2 separate regions of the Triticum aestivum genome follow, and region 1 is linked to region 2. Evidence: chromatin contacts called from public Hi-C data. All regions are on one chromosome and are shown on one strand. The core of a region is the stretch at or near the end of the contact, and the rest is flanking DNA. Distances in the headings are between cores, read along the strand shown. Region 1 holds the start of LOC123145831 (equilibrative nucleotide transporter 1). Region 2 holds the start of LOC123145830 (amino acid transporter AVT1A).

What was found. Hi-C and Micro-C count contacts between places; a contact is called where the count stands out from the background.
Region 1: a contact with region 2 is called in a Hi-C map of leaf, with 5 times the contacts expected there. The contact joins the promoter of LOC123145831 here to the promoter of LOC123145830 in region 2. A contact is called at or near these places in 1 of 5 Hi-C or Micro-C datasets (leaf) and 1 of 1 datasets of contacts at active chromatin or transcription factors (leaf).

What each region holds. Positions count from the first base shown.
Region 1 is chr6D:455,815,458-455,818,157 of IWGSC CS RefSeq v2.1, reverse strand. LOC123145831 (equilibrative nucleotide transporter 1) reads right to left here and starts at 1,392. Exons shown (of 2, transcript XM_044565332.1): 1 at 735-1,392; 2 at 1-343. The coding sequence starts at 1,266.
Region 2 is chr6D:455,633,529-455,636,228 of IWGSC CS RefSeq v2.1, reverse strand. It overlaps LOC123145830 (amino acid transporter AVT1A), which reads left to right and starts at 1,357. Exons shown (of 12, transcript XM_044565331.1): 1 at 1,357-1,673; 2 at 2,529-2,700. The coding sequence starts at 1,486.

The sequences.
Region 1 (2,700 bases), core at 143-2,642, 180 kb before region 2:
TGCACGTCCTCCGTGATGAACCCCGGGAATATGGAGAGGGTGACCGCGTAGATGAGAACGACTCCGATCCCGTACCACTTCACTCTCCCGACGATGCTCCACAGGGTCGACCTCCACGCAGGCCCCGTCATGCCGCCGCCCACCTCCGCCTTCTGAGCCCTCTGCTTGATGTTCTTGTAGTACACCACGACGGGAAGCCTGCGCGCCACGTTGTAGCACACTATGCAGATGATCATGACCACCATGCCAACCATGAAGTACAGGATTGCGCTTTGCCTTAGCCCATTGGGGTCCTGAGGGAAGCTCGCTTTTGTGATCACTCGAAGTGCTGAGACAAGTACACCTGTGGAACACAAATCATGAAGAAGACGATGCATTTAGCATTAGCATCAACCCATCACTCGCATAAATCCTATATGCGTCCTACATTTTCAGAAAGAATGTACTATCAAATAAGTAGATTCGTCAGGTGCTACCGAGTTCCAAAGTCAGCACAGCACAACCTATGCTCCATTGAAATTTGAAATCGCTTATTGGTGGTTCTAACAGGTTTTATAGTACCTGTTGCATTCTCAGTTCCTACTCTCAAACTTTTTACTCTTGTCAGCTCGATTTGTCAATCTGGTGGCTGATTTCTGAACGAACGCCCAGACCAGTTTCTAGGGGCAATAATTCAGAGAAGAACAGAACACGACTGGGCAGAACAAACGTGCCAAGAGAAACAGAGGTACTACCTGAAGCGGCGGTTCCGGCGACGACAGCCTGCATGTAGCGCTCGGGGAGCTCCCCGGCGAAGCCGATGACCCCGCCCTGCACGAGCGCGTCGGCGACGCCGCACATGACGGTGGCGGCGACGGTGACGTCGAAGGCGCCGTAGAGGCGCGGCGTGCCCCTGACGTAGACGGCGTCCATGACGGGCACGACGAGGAGCGCGAGCGTGAAGAGGGTGAGCCCGGTGTTGATGCGGGCCGGCGCGCTGGACTTGGGGAAGACGAGCACGATGAGGAGCAGCGGGAGGAGGCAGGAGAGCATGTAGGAGACGGAGAAGACGCGGTCGACGGGCGCGCCCGGGTAGAGGTAGGAGAAGTAGTCGACGGCGGTGATGTAGGCGTTCCAGGGGAGCAGGAACCCGGCGCCGAGCGTGAAGAAGATGAGGTAGCCGACCCCGAGCCGGTCGGCCGGCGGTGGGGGAGGGCGCTCCGCCTCCGCCGACCCCGCCGGCGGCGGCAGCAGCGCCGTCGTGGCCTCCTCGTCGCCGCCGGCCATGGCTTGGTCGGGCGGATGGATTTGGGATCTCGGATGGGTGGACTTGGGGGATCTGGACGTGTGACTTGTTTTTTTGGGCTGCTCGAGAGAGAGTTTCGGCTTTGTGGGCTTTCGTGTGGGGCGAGTTGAGGAGGTTCGTGCTCCTACGCTACGCTATGCGACTTTTAATGAATGATGCACATGTTGCATTCTTTATTGTGTCGCTGACAGCCGTGGGCCGACTGGTGATTCTTTGCTTGATTTTGTCTTCGCTTTATTCGCCCGTGTGGTATCACGCTATCGGCTATGAAGACTAAAATATGCGCCTACCTTTCAAATAACAGCTTGAGAGTCTCCCTGCGGAACAGCGTATCTCTCTCTCGGTAAAATAATTTTTTTAAGAGAATATTTCCGATCTATTCATTTTCAGTCATGGCAGTACAACGAATACCAGGAATAATAAAAATTACATCTAGATCCGTGGACCACCTAGCGACGACTACAAGCACTGAAGCGAGCCGAAGGCGCGCCGCCGTCATCGTCCCTCCATCGCCGGAGTCGGGCACAAGTTGTTGTAGTAGACAGTCGGGAAGTCGTCATGCTAAGGCCTCGTAGGACCAGCGCACCAGAACAGCAACTATCGCAGATGAAGAATAACGTAGATCAGAAGGATCCAACTCGAATACACACGAACATAGACGAACAACGACGAGATCCGAGCAAATCCATCAAAGATAGATCCGTCGGAGACACACCTCCACACGCCCACCAACGGTGCTAGATGCACCGCCGGAACAGGGTCTAGGCGGGGAGACCTTTATTCCATCTTCAGGGAGCCGTGATAACCCACAAGTATAGGGGATCGTTTGTAGCCTTTTTCGATAAATAAGAGTGTCGAACCCAACGAGGAGCTAAAGGTAGAACAAATATTTCCTAAAGTTCTATCGACCACCGATACAACTCTACGCACACTTGACGTCTGCTTTACCGAAAGCAAGTATGAAACTAGTTTGTAGGAGTGATGCTAGAACTACTTTGCAAGAATAAAACTAGAAGTACTTTGCAAGATAATAAAAGTTAGGTGTTTAGAAAAAGGGTTTGTGTCAACAAGAAAGTTATTTGTCCCTAGGCAATCGATAACAAATACCGGTAATCATTCTTGCAATTTTATATGAGGAAGAGGCATGAGCTAACATGCTTTCTCTACTTGGATCATATGCACTTATGATTGGATCTCTAGCAAGCATCCACAACTACTAAAGATCATTAAGGTCATGAAACCCAACCATAGCATTAAGTATCAAGTCCTCTTTACTCCCATACGTCATACCCCACTTACTCGGGTTTAATCTTCTGTCACTCTCGCAACCCACCATAAGCGAACCATGAACATATTGCAACACCCTACATCGGGGGCCCCTCACGTTTGCGCGAGAACGGAGGGCACCGTAGGAC
Region 2 (2,700 bases), core at 108-2,607:
AGGCTCTTGTTTCTTCGGCTCCGTCCGCTTTGTGTCGCCCGCTTCTCTAGCGTCGTCCCGGAGCTGGAAGTATGTGTCTTGGAGTTGGCCAACGCTACAACGCCAGTCTTGTTCAAGGGATGGTCCACATGGAGATTTGGCATGGAAGATGGTTGCTGATTCTGGAGTCCTGCCACTTAAGGACTTCAAGACTGCGATTCAAGATGTGTGAAGTATTTCTTCGGCCGACGACATACATCGACATGTTCGATGCCACTTTGTGACGACGCTGTTCAAAGGCTCATAATGGAACTTGGCCGCTATGGCACTATCTTGGATCTTGGCAAGTTGGAGGCTTGTGTTTCTCCCCTCCAGTGAACACTTTGGCGATGACGGCGTCTGGATTCTTGGGCCGTGATGATGTTGGATGCAGGAACCCAAAAGATAAGTTTTAAAAATCAATTTATGAGTTTTCCTGTAGATTTTCTAATGTGTTGTCTCTTCCAGATGTTCCAAAGAGAACCCATGTATGTTGGAGAGCGATTAAATGGCTCCCGAGCTCATCTGCTCCTGCGCATGAACAGTAAAATCAAATGAAATATTAGAAAATTTCAAAAAAATTCAAATTGTTTTTGCATGGAAGATGGTCTAGTGCGTGAGGTTCGTGCAAAATTTCAGCTCATTTGGACATGTGAGCAGCTCTCAACAAAAAAAAAAGAAAAAAATAGGGTCTGAGAAAAAAGTTTACAGTTTTGCATTGTTCGGGACAAATTTTGTTACTTTTGCTGAGAGCAGCTCGGATGTCCAAATGAGTTGAAATTTTGGACGGGCCTCACACACTAAAATATATTTCACACAAAAAAATCTGAAATTTGTTTAGTATTTGTTAGATTTTATTGTTCACCAAGATCCGATGAGCTCTCGATCCGAAATGGATATTTGTGTATGAATGATGAATATACGGTACTTCTCCTAAAAAAGAAAGCCAGGCCTAGTCATGCTCATGCACGTGATAGGCAGCACACGTACGTGCGCTATAATAATTCAGGCAAGTCATTATCTGGGTCCCACAGGTCAGAGAGAGATGAGACGTGCGTGCACCGCGCGCGGCGCCAGCGCCAGCGCACGCATTCCCGAACATGCCCGGTTTCACCGCCACGCAGGTGACAGACAGACAGGACACAACCTCCAATCGAGCAACTTCCTCCACCCCCACCACTCCTCCCCTCACACGTGGCGCCGGGGCCCACACGTCAGCGACAGCGGCAGCAAGCCAGCCGCGTGCCGGTTGCCGTAAGCAAGCGCAGCTCACGCCGCCTTGTCGCGGCGCGCGCGAGCACACCATCTCCAACTATTTCATCCCCCCTTCCAACCCCGCTGCTTGCTCGTCCAAAAACCACGCCCAATAATTTTACCTCCCTCCCCTACCATCTCCATCTCCTCTGGAAGCGTCGCGTGTGGTCCTACCCAAATCCGCCACGCAACCCGGCATTTGCGCCACTTGTGATGGCGGCGGCGGCGGCGAGGCAGCGGAAGGAGGAGGAGGACGAGATGCTGCTGGACGACGGCGACATCGAGGAGAGCCCCCGCGACAGCTTCCGCGACTCCGACGACGAGGGGGAGGAGGAGGGGCGGGGCGAGGACGGCGACGGGGTCGGCTCCTTCGAGTCGCACCAGTGGCCGCAGAGTTACCGGTACGTGCGCATTCTCTCTCCCTGCTCTATCGCCTCATCTCAATGACTCCGTGCACTCTGCTGTGTTATTACTGGTTAAGTGTTCGATCGCGGTGTGGTCTGCTCTGCCAATTTTGGCCGCTATTCGGTTAGATTGCTGTGGTGATGAGAGTGGATTTGGTTGGCTTCGGTGATTGGGAATGGCCGACAGAGCACTAGTTAGTTCTGCATGTGGATTCACTGGATTGGCCACTGACGAGTCTGGTTGCACATCCGGGGCTAGCTTTTTTCGATGAAGACATCCGGGGCTAGCTGTCCATGTTTAATCGATTTTCGGGAAACACACATGTCCTGATCCAATCTCGGAGTGGCCTAGAGTTCACTGACACTTGGGGAATGGTCTGATCTGTTCGACCAGATGACCAAGGTTGACTGAAACCACTGACAATGATGAAAAAAGGGGTAGGAAATAGAGTATGTTTTCTCTAGCTTCTCCTAGCATCAGTACGACAATGTTGTAATGATTTTATTAAATTTATAGTATTATTAAAGTGCAGTGTTCAATGTTTGGCACTACCTGTACACCTGGCAGCAGCAGTACTATATTACCAGTATGTCATACTAGTACGTAGTATTATTTTGCTTCATCAATGGCTCCCGTTTTTGTACTGACTGGTGTAACAAGAAATAAAGCATCATTAATGGATGCCTTTGCTGGCATATCTCAGTATAGCTGTCCGTACTCAAGAATGCCAGCAGCTTGTACAGATTGCACTTTTTCTTTTTGTGCACAAAACTACAGATGGCAGTTTTCCTGTTCGTGTACAGATAGAGTCATACAGACGGCATGATCACGACGTGGTGTTCATTTTGCAGGGAAACAACTGACACCTACACAATTGCCGCGTCTCCCATCTTCGGTTACCTTGGTCCTTCAACCAGCAAATACTCAATCGATGGTGGCCGCAGTGGCCTGGCTTCTGACCTCAGGCTGCCTTTCATCTCGGATAAGCTAGAATCTGTCAAGAGCCTGCGGCGACATCTTCTT